Regions from separate parts of the Mus musculus genome. Here region 1 is linked to region 2. The links are chromatin contacts, called in public promoter capture Hi-C maps. All regions are on one chromosome and are shown on one strand. Each heading gives the region's core, a stretch centred on a gene start, on an enhancer-like site or on the middle of the called end of the contact. The rest is flanking DNA. Distances are from core to core; before and after follow the strand shown.

Region 1 (7,592 bases), core at 3,050-5,549, 1.1 Mb after region 2:
GGACCCTCTACAAACAAAAGAAGTAGAGAGGAAATGAAAGGGTTAACCCCTTGCAGCATCCACTCTGGTTCCCATGGCCCAGAGCAGGCCTTGTCAGGAGGAAACTGCTGATTCCTGCTTGCCTTTCTGCCAAAGTTAAAAGGAAGAGGACACTGCTCTGCTCCAGTGGTGGTACAGAGAGACAAGTCCTGGCTAGTAGTCATGGGACATCAGAAATACTGAGTGGTGACTAGAAGGACAAATGCTTTGTAGCAATGGTTCTCAACCTTCCTAATGCTGTAACTCTTTAATATAGCTCTTCATGTTGTAGTGACCACCAACCATAAAATTATTTTGTTTCTACTTCATAGCTTAATTTTGCTACTGTTACAAATTGTAATGTAAATATCTAACATGCAGTGTATCTGATTTGTAACTCCAAAGGGGTTATGACCTACATGTTGAGAACTACTGCCTTATAGGAAACAACTCTTTTTCTTGTCATCACTTGGGGTAATACCATTTCAAGCACCAAAATAATAGGATGTGCAAAATGTTGGTCTCCCTGGTTACCTATAGTAAAAGGACCCCAGAGGTAGAAGCTAAAGATGCTTTAGTGACTTTTGAGAAATTTAAAAATCAATGAGAAGCCATGGCCCCAAACTTTAACATAGTTTGTGGACTAACATGTAATTCTCGGGTATAAGATTTGAATATTGCTTCCACAAAAAGCGTGAGAAAGGGACCCAACACTCCAAGAATATCAGTTACATGTGAAGGGCTGTTTTGAGCAATTTATTACCTCACTATATCCATAGAAAGTAAATCACTAGTTATCATACCTTTTGTAGATAGAAAAACCAAAGCCTCACTGGTTAATAAACTGCTTAAATTCATATGACTGAACTAGAAATCAGAAAAACCCACAGTTGACAGCAAGAGCTTTTCACTCCTGCCATCATGTCTCAGAAACTGGTTTAGGTTACAACTCTGTAGGTCTCCCAGCCTCTGGAAAAGTAGTGGGAAACACTGAAACCATGAAAGCAAACTATAAAGTGTTTTGACAAAGACCTGACTCAACTCTTATTTTATAGATGGAAAAAACTAAGGCCCAGTGATGGCATGTAACAATAAAGATATGCAGCTAATATGGTAAGGACAGGGCTAAAATTAAGATTACCTAACTACTTACAGAACAAGAGTGAGAAAGAGACAGCCAGGGTAGAGAACAGTGACTAGTAGCTGCCTGTTTGGCACTGCCCAGTAGCATCCAGGAATAAGCAGCTGACTTCATACAACAGAGGAAGAGGAGAGCCCTGGTCTACAGCACTTGGCAATTCCCATGGTGTAAACACTGCCATGGAGGATGACAGCAATGACTGTAGATGCACACATAGACGTCTCTCACAAGCTGGCACTAGTATACCATGGCTTCTTCCCTTCCAAGCTACAGTGTGGAATCTCTGCCACCAGAATTCATAGTCATTCTTACTCTAAATCTTGGTGTTCTTTCCTGTGAGTGCTTATGCTTGTGTTTAGAACCAGTATTCTTGCCAGTAGTAGGAGTAGCAGCTGTCCACAAGTACCAAGATCACAGAGACCTGACCTGGTTCCTCTCAGAACTGAGGAGGGAACACAAGACTGAGAAAAAAAAATGTATGCTAGTTTATTAACCAATTTTTCCGAGGAAATGAAGCATCAGATTTCTCCTCCCCGAAGAAGATATTTTAAAAAAAAAAAATCAAGGTTGAAGGAAGCTTCTATTCTGCTCACAGCTATATCTTTTGTTTCCTGGAAGCTTTTTCCAGACCAGGATGCAACAGCTCCCATAGCACTCAGGGTCTTTTCTGGTCCAGAATCTGTGGCCTTAACTGCAAGATTTCATGCTGGACAGTTAGCTGGCATGTCTTGGAGCATCAAAGCACAGTCTCATGCTAGGCTCTATGCAACCCTTATCCTTAAGAGTCATGCAGTTCCCTCCCACCTATTTTCTTCCCGCTCAGAGAGAGGGAATGAGGGAATAAGGGAGAGAGAGAGGCAGAGAGAGACTGGCTGGACCTACTGTGGTCTTTTGAAACTTGAAAGCCCACCCCTGGTGATATACCTCCCCCAGTGCCACACTTCCTAATCCTTCCTGAACAGTTCACCAACTAGGAATCAAACATCCAAGTATATAAGCCTATGGTGTGTGTGGGGGGGGGGAGATTAACATTCAAAGCACAACACTATCCATCCAATTCTTCCTTTGACAGCTTCAAAAGCGGATGTTGTAGACCACAGTGGAATCAGTCAGGACACAGGATGGGAATGAGTCTTTTCATTCTCTGCACAGCAAGTTTTCTCACTTATTCAAGACAGCCTTCTTTCACAGTGACTCAGTTCCTCCTTGCCCACCTCTAATCCCTTCAAAGTTTGATATAAGAGGAAATCTCTTTGAACACCTATAATGTGCAAGAGATAGTGACACATATCAATAAAAGTCTTTTACATACACTGTTTCATTTAATCCTCTATAGTTCTTTCCAAAGTGGTAGGGGATATATCATTCCAAATGAAAAATCTAATATAGATTAGAGTTTCCATCACAGCTTGGTGGTACAGGCCTGTAATCTCAGCTACTGGGGAGGCTAACTCAAGAGGATTACATGTTCAAGCTCTGCCTGGGCAATTTAGTGAGACCTGTCTCAAAAAGTTTTTAAAAAGGACTGAGGAAATAGCTTGGTGACAGAGGACTTGTCTAGCATTCAAAAGACCCCAGATTCACCCCCCAGAACTACAAAGATGGAAGGAAGAAAAGAAGGAAGGAGGGAAGGAAGGAAGGAAGGAAGGAAGGAAGGAAGGAAGGAAGGAAGGAAGAAATCCCAAAGCAAAAGATGATATCCAATATTACCATGATGCTTACCATATGCCCCTCGGATGGTAGGTAGGTAGTAGTTATAGTTCAGTGGCTTAAAATTCCTCATGCCTCAAGGAAAAACACTCTACAGCCCAAGAAACACTAGTTTGCTCAAAGAACAAACAGGTAACCTCTCTGCCTGTAGAATCTTACAATGTTGCCTTTAGGCTGAATATCCTTTGAGGGAATCCTGTCTAAAATAGACAGATCTGCACAGTCTGACTTGGTCTAAGGGGACATGAAAAGAACCAGAAGGTGAGTTCAAGCAGTCGGCTTTATGACTTGAGCCTGACTTTCCTGGCAGAAAGGTAAAAAGTAGACACATGGTTCTTTCTGAGAGAGTAAAGATGGCTAATCATTCACAATCTGGTCCCATGGGAGTCAAGATTGCCTATGTGAGCCATGTTAGATCCTTCCTTCCAGACCTGAACCTCTCTGAGGCCTGGTGTCCTCAGGATGACAGCAGTGGGTGGGAGCCATGTTAGATCCTTCCTTCCAGACCTGAGGTCTGGTGTCCTCAGGATGACAGCAGTGGGTGGGTAGTCTAAAGTGATCCTTCTACTGTTTCAATGTGATTTACTCCAGTTTTTTCCTGTCCTTCCAGCCTGTCCCAATCGATGATAACTTCTGCGGCCTGGACATCAACCAGCCTCTGGGAGGCTCCACTCCTGTGGAGGGACTGACCCTGTATACCACCAGCAGGGACCGCCTGACCTCTGTGGCCTCCTATGTTTACAATGGCTACAGTGTGGTTTTTGTGGGGACTAAGAGTGGCAAGCTGAAGAAGGTAAGAGTTGGGGGCCTGGCGTCTTCAGTTAAGGGACTCATCTTGGAGGTAGTGATCAATGGAGACTTAACTATAGTCAGCTTCTTGTTTTCTTAAGGGAAGGGAATGGAAGAAAAGATAGGGTTCCATTCTGTGGTTTATCTTTTAATTGTTTCCTCCAGTCACCCATCAGTGAATACCTAGGAAACACAAATGTATTTCAGTGTTGCCAGACATTGAGATATTGGGAAGGTATTTTTCCTGAAGAGTTAATTCCCAAATTAAGTAGAACTTTTGTTGTTTGTTTAGATGTTGTTGTTGTTGTCCACACTGTGAATCATATGTACTACAACTCCTACCTGTGACCCAGATATTGTTTATAAACTGAAAGTAGTTGGTTAGAGCAGGTTTTGGGTCCTAAGAGCTTTAATGGTGGATGCTGGCCTCAGGTACACGATTGGTGCCTAGGGACAAGGTCATTTACCTACCTTTCCATTGAGGAGAGTCATGTAGAGTGCCCTCCCCACTTTCTTACCCAATTCTCAGCAGCCAGCAGGAAGGCAACATCTTCCAAGACTCCTTGTGCAACTGTACAAGCTGGAGGGAAGAAGCTGTCTGGGACTGGCAACAATGGGGCCCTCTAGTGAGGGAGGCTGAAGCCAGTAACTTGTACCTGCTTGTTGAGTGCTTAGGGTGTGGAGAAGGAGCAGAGTCTGGTTCATTATGTGGGATTATAGTAGCTACATTCTTAGTCCCTACTAATCCCCTTTTCCCTGCAAGCTTGCTCTCCTGCAACTCCTCACTATTCCTGGCACCTGTGAATCAAGGCACAGGCACGATTTTGCTGCACCTTATCCTTTGATGTTGACATTACCAGGCTTCCTTCTCCTAATCCATTTAGAGCCCTGGGAGGTTGTTGTTGGGGAGTGTGGAAGAAGAGATCTGGGAGAGAATATGAGGGAGAATTTCCATTTTCTTCTTGTTCAGATTTGCTGTAGAGAAAGTGGAAAGAACTAGTCTGAATTATGAGAAGATAGAGGACTTTCCAAACTTCTCTGGTCTTTGGAATTCCAAATCCCTTTGACCCTTTCTTTGCTCTTGGGAAATGTTCCTACTTGTTTCTCTCTTGCACCAATACTCTGCCCCACAGCTATGGACCTGACTTGGCTTTAGCATGTGGAAGAGAGGGTGAGCGAGGTCTTATCGTTTGCTTGCCTAAGCTGGGGCAGGCAGGAGTCATTCCCTGAGATTTGTTCACTGAGAGAGGAGTTACTCCCTGAAGTTGGGAAGTAGTATACTCTGCTAGTCACATCTCTGCTTAGATTGCCAGAGTCTTTCTACCTCCTTGCTTAGCAAGGTTCCCATCATCCAGCTGGGTGCATTTGCCTGACACATGGGACTTGGACAAGGGGGAAAGTTCGAATATCACCTAAGCAATCCTCAGCAGGCCATGTGCCATGTTCTTAGACATCTGCCCTATGAGGCTTCTATTTCTAATGTCTATCAAAGGCAGTGTCTTTCTCTAAAATTGTACAGAGGTGTCTGTGGGGTGGCAGAAGTGGCTGCTAGGCTAGTAAGGAACTTACCCATTGTTCCCTCACTTGTAGTTGCTGGTCTGGACTCTGTCTCCTTTACTCTTTTGGGAGTCCTATTAAAGGATAGACTGTTTATACTAATTCTCTTTAAGTCCATCACCAAAGTTTCACTGTAGGTTAAGCCTAACAAAGTAGAACCAGCCCTGCAAAATAGAGCAATTTTCTGAAAAGCCTTGAGATCATCTAGCCCACTACTTTCATTATTCTACCGATACTCAGAGGAGTAACTGATTACGACAAAGAAATAAGGCTAGTTGTTTCTTACCTTGACCCCCAAACTTGTCATTCTTTTTTACTTCAAGAAACAGCTGTGGAACAGTGGTATTGGGGTTGAGTGATTTTCAGATCCAGAGTTGCTACAGAGTTCATTCAGTCAAAGGCTACTGTCTCTACTTTTTCTGGCCTTGGACATAAACTAGGAAATCAGTATTACTATGTAAAAGAAGAATGGCCTACCCAGACCCCAAGGGAACATCTACTGACCCCGCTAGTATTCATGCATCTCACTCATTACATATCTGAGATTGCTTCACACACACACACACACACACACACACACACACACACACAGAGTGGTCCAAGAAGTTTTCTGGGCCTTGTAGGATCTCTAGCAGACTAGTCACTGAGAAGGTAAAAGGTTCAAGGGCAAGGCTGCAGGCATAGCTGCCTACTTCATGTCACAGCTTGTGAGTTGTCTATGACTTTTTACTGTGAGGTGCTGTGCCTTTGGCTGCTTCTATGACCTCATGATATCCCCAGGTTTTCCTCTGAGCAGATCACCCTTTCCTCCACCCACACTACTTTCAGGTACTTGATACCCATACCTAGCTCCTAGCAGCCTCCCACTTACCCAGCCACTTATCCCCACCCTCTCTAGAGAAAAAGCCCATGAAGAATTTATGGAATGTCCCCAGGAAATTCTAGCATGGTTCTGGCTCCATAGCTCTTTCAACACAGGAAGGAAAATAAAGAAAAAATAGCTAAGAGTCAGGCAAGGGGAGGGAATCTGGGTGCGTCAGAGCTACTCACTTCTTCCCTGCCTGGCCAGGCGTCTCCCAGACGATCCAATCCTCATCTACAGAGGCTGGTAGGAACAGGATGTCCCTGAGTGGGGAAGTGAAGAGGAAGTGAACTCACCAAAAAGGGCATAACCACAATGTGATCTTAGGTGCTTATACACATAGGAAGCCCAAAGACCAGGCCCTCCTCTTCTGGTGTACCAGCAGGTGGAACACCGGAAGAGTAGAACTGAGATCTCAAAGCCAAGATATAGTACATGCAGGACTAAGAACTGTTCTTTACATGATGGGAAACACAAGTAAAGCTTCACCACAGGGTGCAACAGCTCAAGCAGTGGGTGTGGGTCTAGTCTTCAAGGTCTCATAATAGAGGAAGAGTACCAGGTTCTGCTTTAAAAGAGTGAATTAGAGCCTGGTATGGCTCTGAGCCCAAAGAGAAACTCAAGAAAAGGATTTAGGATTAGAGTCCAGCCAATTGTATGTTACAAGCTTCATCAAAATCAATTAGTCATCACCATAGAAGCAGAAGAACAGCTTCCAGATCATGAGCAGCATTGACTCCACGTTATGAGGGAGATAATATCATAACAGAGTGTTAAGAAAGCAAGTATGAGATAAACAAGGGCATCAGGGATGTGGGAATCATGCTATGTTAAATGTATTTCTGCAAGGCTGAAAACACAAGGAAAAGAACAAATAAAAAAATAAAGACAGATCTCCAGATAATGCAATTTATTGAGCACCTTTTATGTTCTAGCAACTATTTTAAAACCTTTACATCTACTAACCCCTTGAATTCTAATGTAGCCACTCTGAGGTGGGTACTGTTATCAACTCCATTTTGCAGATGAGACAAGTTTATGTCTAAGCCCAGATTTGATTGTTGACATGCTTAGCCATCAAGCTATGGAAGACAAATTAGGCTTAGTCAATGTGGCCCCAAAGGTTGATATGTAGGAGTTGCTGCTGCAGAACCACCTTTTCTCATAACATAGGGAAGGAGTTGTTATAACCAAACTATCTTACTTGAGGGAATGAATACCTGGTCAATAGATGTATCCAGTAAGAGGTACAGTAGAAAGACTAACTCTAACCTAACCCTAACTTTAGCCCTGCATCTAACTATAGAGTCTCTCCCATGGTGACACTCTTACCCTGAAGACTGACTCCTTCAATGGAACATGAATGTGGTGATTTGAATGAGAATAGCCCCCATAGGCTTATACATTTGAATGCTTGGTCCCTAGTTTGTGGGCTGTTTAGGAAGGATTAGGAGCTGTCACCTTGTTGAAGAAGGTCTGTCACTGGAGGTAGACTTTGAAGTTTTAAAAGTCATA
Region 2 (6,842 bases), core at 667-3,166:
GTGGACTTTCTGTCCCTGCCCAAAAGAAAATGCTCACCAAGCAGGAGCTTTGCAGGGTTGCATTGGCCTCTTTGCTTTGTTCAGACATGTCTGCTGCTCAGTGTAAGCCTCATAAAAGGCTGCTCTAAGCAGAGACAAGCAGACAGGGTGGGTAGGGCTGGCCTACCTTGTTTGGAATACTTTCTTCTTCCTGGGCTTGTTCTGACCTGACAAAGAGGCTCCACCTCTCCCATCTAGCCCCCAGGCCATCAGGCCTCTGAGAAAGACTCTTAAACAAAAGCAGGGATTTCTAGCTATGGTTAGGGAAGAATCCCACTTTCCTGGGTCCAAACTAAGGCACCTTTCTCAGGGTGTGCACAGGCACACTAGAAGGCAGGGTGCTGAGTGCAGAGAGCAAGAGGTTCTGTGAATCTTCTGTTCAGTCTCTTAGCGAATACTTACTGAGTTATCAAGACCACAGAAGCCCCCACACCACCTCTGACCCACTTCCTATCAAAGGGGAGAGAGACACAGGTCTGTTGGCTCTGACCAAGGAAGGCAGGAGACTGTGGGAGGTAGTTCTGGGTTGGAAGGAGTCTTGGCTTCTTGTGGAATTTCAGCTCAGTTCTGAAAACAAAAAGGTCATCATTAGGTCTCTGTCCAAGCTCCCCTTACCCAACTCTTAAGGAAGCCCATCAGATTCCTCAAGTCCACAATTGGACTCATCCTTATTTGAGATCTTGATCCTCCCAGTGGAATCCAGAGAAGAAAAGGCTTGATAGCGCTAACAGGCCATATGAAAGGGTAGGGCGGAGGCAGCTCAGGAAAGTCTTGCCTCCCCTCATAACATCCCTCTGTTCCTGCAGACCAGACCTGCTGCTGCTGTAAGAAGAGTTGATCTACAACCTGGAAACTTATACCTGATACACTCTGCATATCATGTCTAGTATTCAGGTTCTCCCACTCAGCAGGCCTTTACCAATGCAATCTCCAGTGATGTGTCTTGTCTAGTTACAGTATTGGGTTGGGTCAGAGAACCAACAAGGCTCATGTTGGGCTAGAGTTTTAGCCAGTGATTGCTCTTCCAGGGGCCTTCAGGGCTGTGCCCTAAATGTCTTAAAAACCCATCTTGCACTTAAGAACCTCAGAAGGGAAGCAGGTCTTGCATGCGCTGCTAAGTACCCTAGGACTAGGCAGTGGGTACACATTCCTCTAGTCAAGTCAGTCCCCAGGAAGCTCGACAGAATTGCTGTGTTGGTATTCAGCTGCCTGGCACCCACTTCCATTATCATCAAGATTAACACCCAACAGCTCAGAAATTCCCCGGAAAACAAAGAAAGAAGTTGATACTTGATTTCCAGTGAAGCCCGCCTTCCACTCTTCCCTCTGGCCCTATGCATGATCCTGAGGATCAAGACACTCACCCGCCCAAACCGGAGATTTCAGACTCACCTGCAAGTACATGGGAGTACCTATACCTTCGGATATCAGGCTCAGCTTTGCCTTTGATGCAAAATAATACTTTTTTTTTGGGGGGGGGGGTTCTAAAGAGAGTACCAAGCTGGAGGATGGTTAGAGAATCCTGGGGAAAAGAAACCAAACCAAAACGAACAAAAAAACAAAACAAAACAAAGCAAAACAACAACAATAAAGAATTTTTAAGTCTTGGGAAAGTCTTTTACCCTCAAGAATTGAGGACTAGAAGAGGTGGCACATGCTCTATAGGGTGCTCAGCTCAGCGGCCTGGGCAGAGAAGTTGCTCCTGGAGAAAGAGACACGTGGTCCTCTCTTTAGTAAAAGACAATAGGAAAGTAGGAGAAAGTGGCAGAGAGGGGGCTAAAGGAAGCTGGAAAGAGAGGGGGTGGAGTGCAGAGGCTCAGCTAAATAGAGCTTGGCCACAGACAATAAAAGAGAAACTGGTTTTTCTAAGGCAGGGGTGAGGAGGCGGCACCGGTCTCTCTATTTATGCACCTCTCAGCCAAGTTTCCAGTTACCTGCTGAGCCCAACCAATGAAGACAGGACTTGGCTGCTGGATCCGCCTCCAAGAACCACACCTCTGGGGGTGGGACGTGCTTGCAGAGGCCTTTCTGAATTCAAACCTTTTTCTCTCATTGTTTCTGTAGTCAGGTGGGGGTCTCCCTCTGCCCAGAGCAAGAAGACGCAGGTTATCTTAGCCTTGGGCTGAAGCTCCAGCCCCCCCAATAGTAGAGGGCAAGGACCTTTCAGATCTTAATCTGGGTCATGGAGGCTGTTCATGTGTGTGTGTGTGTCCACATGCTTACATCCATACGGAGCTGTGTAGGGAGCAGGAATCAAAGTCCTTTCGCACCTTTAGCCCAGTACCTGTCCATTCATCTATGTGGTGCTGCAGGAAGAGGTCGGAGGAGGGACAGAGCCTCAGGGACCTTGTGACTTATCCTGGTTTTATAACCCAAGAGGCCTCACTTCCCTTTCTTTCCTTAGAGGAAGGGCCTCTGCTGTGTGAGGGAGTTGGGAGGACAGAAGGAACTGGGGAAGAAGCTGTTAGTTCTACCTCCCACCTCGCTTCACCTCCATGCATCCATTCCCCCCTCCCCCTCTCCTTGTCCCTCCTCCTTCCTTAGCACTGCTCCTGCTCCCTTTTGCCTAGTTTTCCTGGAGGACATGGGATATAGAAGTCTCTTTAAATGAATCCTAGAAGTTTGGTGTCTTTTGTTTGTTCTCAAAGTAGACCCTTTCTGGGCAAAAGCAGAGTCCTCCCCTTTCAGGAGAGTAAGGAACCGCAGAACACAGTATGCAGAGCATATTGGTCTGTTCCAGAGCCACTCGGAGAACCTGCTGCAAATCTTCTTTGCCACCTGCTAACTCCAACCTCTTCCCACAGCTAGGGAAGGAGGCTTATAATGCTTATGAGGCACACTTCTATAGCTAGTATTAAGTCAAGATGTGTGCCTACCCAGACCTATGTGGCTTCACTGACTCATACAAAGTCTCCCAGAATATAACTCTCACTGCCTTTTGTCAGTTCTTGCTCACTGTGCCTTCTTCCTATGCCTTTCTTTTCCCCATTTCATCCATTCACTCACTGAGCAGCTCATCCCAGCAGGGGATACTCTGTATCCTTTGAGTTCATCTTTTAGGCTCTCCCAACTAGATACACCTAGATACAAGTGAACAGTCATAGAAACAGATTAATACAATGCAATGAGCATCCCCTAAAGGAAACATTCCCCTTCCATTGCTAAGAGTCTGGGAAGGGTCCACAGAGAAGGTTCCTTTGAACTGAATCTGAGAGGATAGCCAGAAAAGGTTTGGGAGCTGTTTGAATTAACCCTCCCTAGGAAGGAGACCTCCTAAGGGTTTAGAGCTACCCTGAGGTATGGAGAGGCAGCATAGGCCTGAGGCCCATGAAGGGCAGGGCCTATGAGTGTTTTCTGTAGGAGGTAGCCATGTCCCAAGTCTTAAAGGAAATGAATGGCAAGAGCTGTTTCTCAGAAGCATAGGACTTGAAGACAGTTAAATAACTGTTGAAGAGTGTGACTGTCCCCAGAATATGGGGGAATGAGGTTCAGGAGAGACTAGGCCAAAAGGACAAACATAAACCCTGTTGATCTCAAATCTCTCCTTTCCAGTTGTCATCTTTGATCCCCTAAATGTGGTGAGAAATAGAATTAATTTGCATTTGGCTAGGGTCTCGACTATTCTTTTCCAGCTTCTGGAAGTGTGGGACACACCCAGTGGTGACTCTGCTGGAAGCTACCTGTCTTCCACTCCTAAGTCTAGTTCTTTGACCCAGAAGCCTGGAGTGCCTTCCTCCCCTACTACCAAATCCAGGTTTCTAAGAGGCGTTACTTTCCCGGACACTCTAAGATCATGCTGGGTGGGTAGAAAATAGAAAGGAATTTGGGGGCTGAGTGGGAGTGGTCTGGGGCTCCCTCCCATCTCTACTTCAGTGTTTCCATGGTAACAATAATTTGTTCTTGTATGTCACTTTTTGTTTTGTGTGCTGTCTGTTTTTTTGGCTCTCATTTCTCTTTTTCCTGAACACACCCAAGCCTGAAGCTCTCTACAGTTAGAAATCTTTGGCCCCCTGTGTGGCTCATTTCTGGGAGGATGCCGCATTTCTCTGCTGGTTCTTCCAGTTCTGTGCCTTGCCCATAGTAGAGCTTGTAATAGGTCTTTCTGAATTACTGAATGTTGATCATAAGCCCATCTAATTTTCCACCTGGAGGTTCTGCTAAAACTGTGGTAGTGTTGCCTAAAGTAGAGTCTGGGGTTCAAGGAACCCCCACTGTGCTCCATTGGGAGAGGAGCATAAGGGTTAGCTTGACATGCCATGTTCTCAGGAAGCTGCAGCAGATAGCAGGGTGTGGCCTGGAAGGTGAGTTCCCTCCCAGCCCCTGGGTGCTTAGAGTCTGCAAGCAGGCATGATCATGCTGCTGCTTCCAGCCCTGTGTTCCTTTCTGGGATCCAGAAAGGAAACGTGTAAGTATAAAAGCTGGGAATATGTGGTTCATCTGCAGCGATGGACATAGAAAACAAAACAACAGCCCAAATGAGGTATGAGGTTTGAGCTTGCACGTAACTTCACTGAACTCAGGACTGCAATTGTGACATGACTGTAAGAAGACAAGGTCTTTCTCTGATTGCATGCTTAGAAATAGGAGACAGGGACTGCGGTGTGGCTCAGGGATAGCGTGCTTGCCTTGCATGTTCAAGACCCTAGTTCTAGTCACAGTATGGTGAAAACAAAGATGAAAGAAAAGAAACAAAGGAGGAAAGGACGAAGGGAAGGAAAAAGACAAAAAAGGAGGGCTAAGGATGTAGTTCAGTTGGTAGACTAATATGTACAAGGCCTTCATTGAAAAACCTGGACGCACAGAAACACAGACACATACAGACATAGAAATACACATAGACACACACACACACACACACAAACAAGCACTGACACACAGACATAGACAATCAGACAGACACACACAAACATAGAGACAGAGACACACATACAAACAAAAATACAGACATACACAGACAGACAGACACACAGAGACACATACACAGACACCCTCATACACACAGAGATACAGACACATGTACAGAAACATAAACATAGACACACACAAACACACACAGAGACACACACACACACACACACACACACACACAAATACAAATATACCTCTAGGGATGTAGCTCAGCAAGTGGAAAGGAAGGAAGATGAAATCAGAAATAAAAGTGATGGCAGTCCTGCTCATGCAGTGAGGGTAGGGAGTCTCAGTTCTATTACCTTCAACTGTGGCCTTTGCATTTTAAAAGCAGAATCAATCAAACTAGAAAACAAGATTCATGTGTGTAGGAAGGTGAATGGCCTGGGAACAGGCCGCCTCCAGAGGGTAGATTAAGAAGCTGGGTGCTTAGGCAACAGGAGTATGACTTGGAGCCAGATGATGTAGAATATGATGGACATTTAAAAACCACAACCTCATGCCACATAGAAAAGGTTGCTTTGTCCTTTGTGGCCTCTTGGGTAGCAATAGGGCAGTTCATATATTCCCAGATGCCCAGATGTAAGCAAAGAGGCAACCATAGTAACAGATAAGTTCATTCATTGTTCCTGAGGGATGTCTCTATCCATGCAGCCAGCAAAGGCCGGCAGTGTCATGAGCACCCACCCTGCCCATGTGGCCCCACCAGGACTGCAGGACGCCTGTCTCAACAGCGGCCTGCACCTCCTGAAGAGGTCCAATCATTTCCCTCCTCCTGGAATGAACTTCCCTGCTAAGCCTGAGTAAGGCTGTGCAAACAGAAACAGAGATGGGGTGAGTCTCCAGCAGTCAAGCCTGCACTGGTTCCAGAGGCCACGCCCCCACCCTACACTGGCGCCCCCACCCTGCACTGCCCTCTGGCTTCTGAGAGCCGATGTCATACATGAGACTGCAGTAAACAGTTCTCCACTGCATAGTGAGCTGCTTCTTTGAAAAGAAGGCTCTGGACTCCCAGCACCTTTGAAATACAGCCATGAGGGTCTAAGAAACTGGGGTCTGGATGAGTTCAAGACCTGGAGTTTGCCTTGCAGCTCTGTCCTTCACATCCCTGCTTTCTCTAGCGTGCACCAGACCAAGATTCTTAGGAGCTGTGGCCCGATGATACTTTCCTCCTATGAGGACCCCACTGCCATTCCACCCAACCTTCTGCCTCTAGGGTGTGGCTACAGGCCGTCATTTCCTGAGATGGGCTTGTTCTCGCAGCATGCAGGGGAGGCAGGCAGGCTGGAGCCTGCCCTGTTTACACTATTCTTTGCTGGTCCTTTCTTCAGAGGCTGTCCTGGCTTTGCAGCTTAGAAGAACCCACTAAGACCACCCACCCCTGCTGATGACAGAGAGAGGCCTAGGGGCCTAGAAGCACTTCAGGATAGAGCCAGCTGGGATTACTCTATTCTGCATGCTCTGTGCTCTTTTTTTCCCCTCTTTTACAGTAGAGCAGGCATGTGCAGGTGTGTTTGCTAGGCAACACGCCACCGTTGAGCTACATTCCTAGCCCTCCTTTCTACTTCTCATTTTGAGACAGGGACAGGCTAAGTTGCCTAAGCTGGCTTTGAATTTGCACTCCTCTGGCCCCAGCCTCTCATGTATCTCCCCGACCCCCCAGATTACAGATCTGCACCACCACAATGGCTGTTTCCAGCATTCACAAACCCCTACAAAGCAACAATGTCTCCAGTTGCCTACAAGCCTTCAGGAAGTGGGAAGTTTCACCTTCATGCAGAATGTTTGTTTGAGATTTTATTTTTCTAAATTAACGTTAAAATATTGAGAGTGGGGGCGTCCTAACAGAGGCTGTCCATGTGCTGAGACAGGATAAAGGAGACCAGAAGGTTGGA

What was found. Promoter capture Hi-C pulls out the DNA fragments that hold promoters and counts their contacts.
Region 1: a promoter capture Hi-C map of 3T3-L1-derived adipocytes shows a contact between it and region 2, with 4 times the contacts expected there. The contact joins the enhancer-like site here to the promoter of Mir205hg in region 2. A contact is called at or near these places in 5 of 39 promoter capture datasets (the 3T3-L1 cell line, 3T3-L1-derived adipocytes, liver and 1 more) and 1 of 115 datasets of contacts at active chromatin or transcription factors (pancreatic cancer cells).

What each region holds. Positions count from the first base shown.
Region 1 is chr1:194,645,977-194,653,568 of GRCm38.p6, forward strand. It overlaps Plxna2 (plexin A2), which reads left to right. Exons shown (of 32, transcript NM_008882.2): 3 at 3,480-3,662. Among named protein-coding and RNA genes, the nearest start is that of Plxna2, 30 kb to the left of the region's middle. Within about 2 kb of position 4,300, at least 12 of the 459 cell types and tissues checked have an H3K27ac peak or open chromatin away from gene starts, as enhancers often do. A contact at or near this core is called in 3T3-L1-derived adipocytes, where this site is marked.
Region 2 is chr1:193,508,294-193,515,135 of GRCm38.p6, forward strand. Mir205hg (Mir205 host gene) reads right to left here and starts at 1,917. Exons shown (of 3, transcript NR_166150.1): 1 at 1,432-1,917; 2 at 442-606.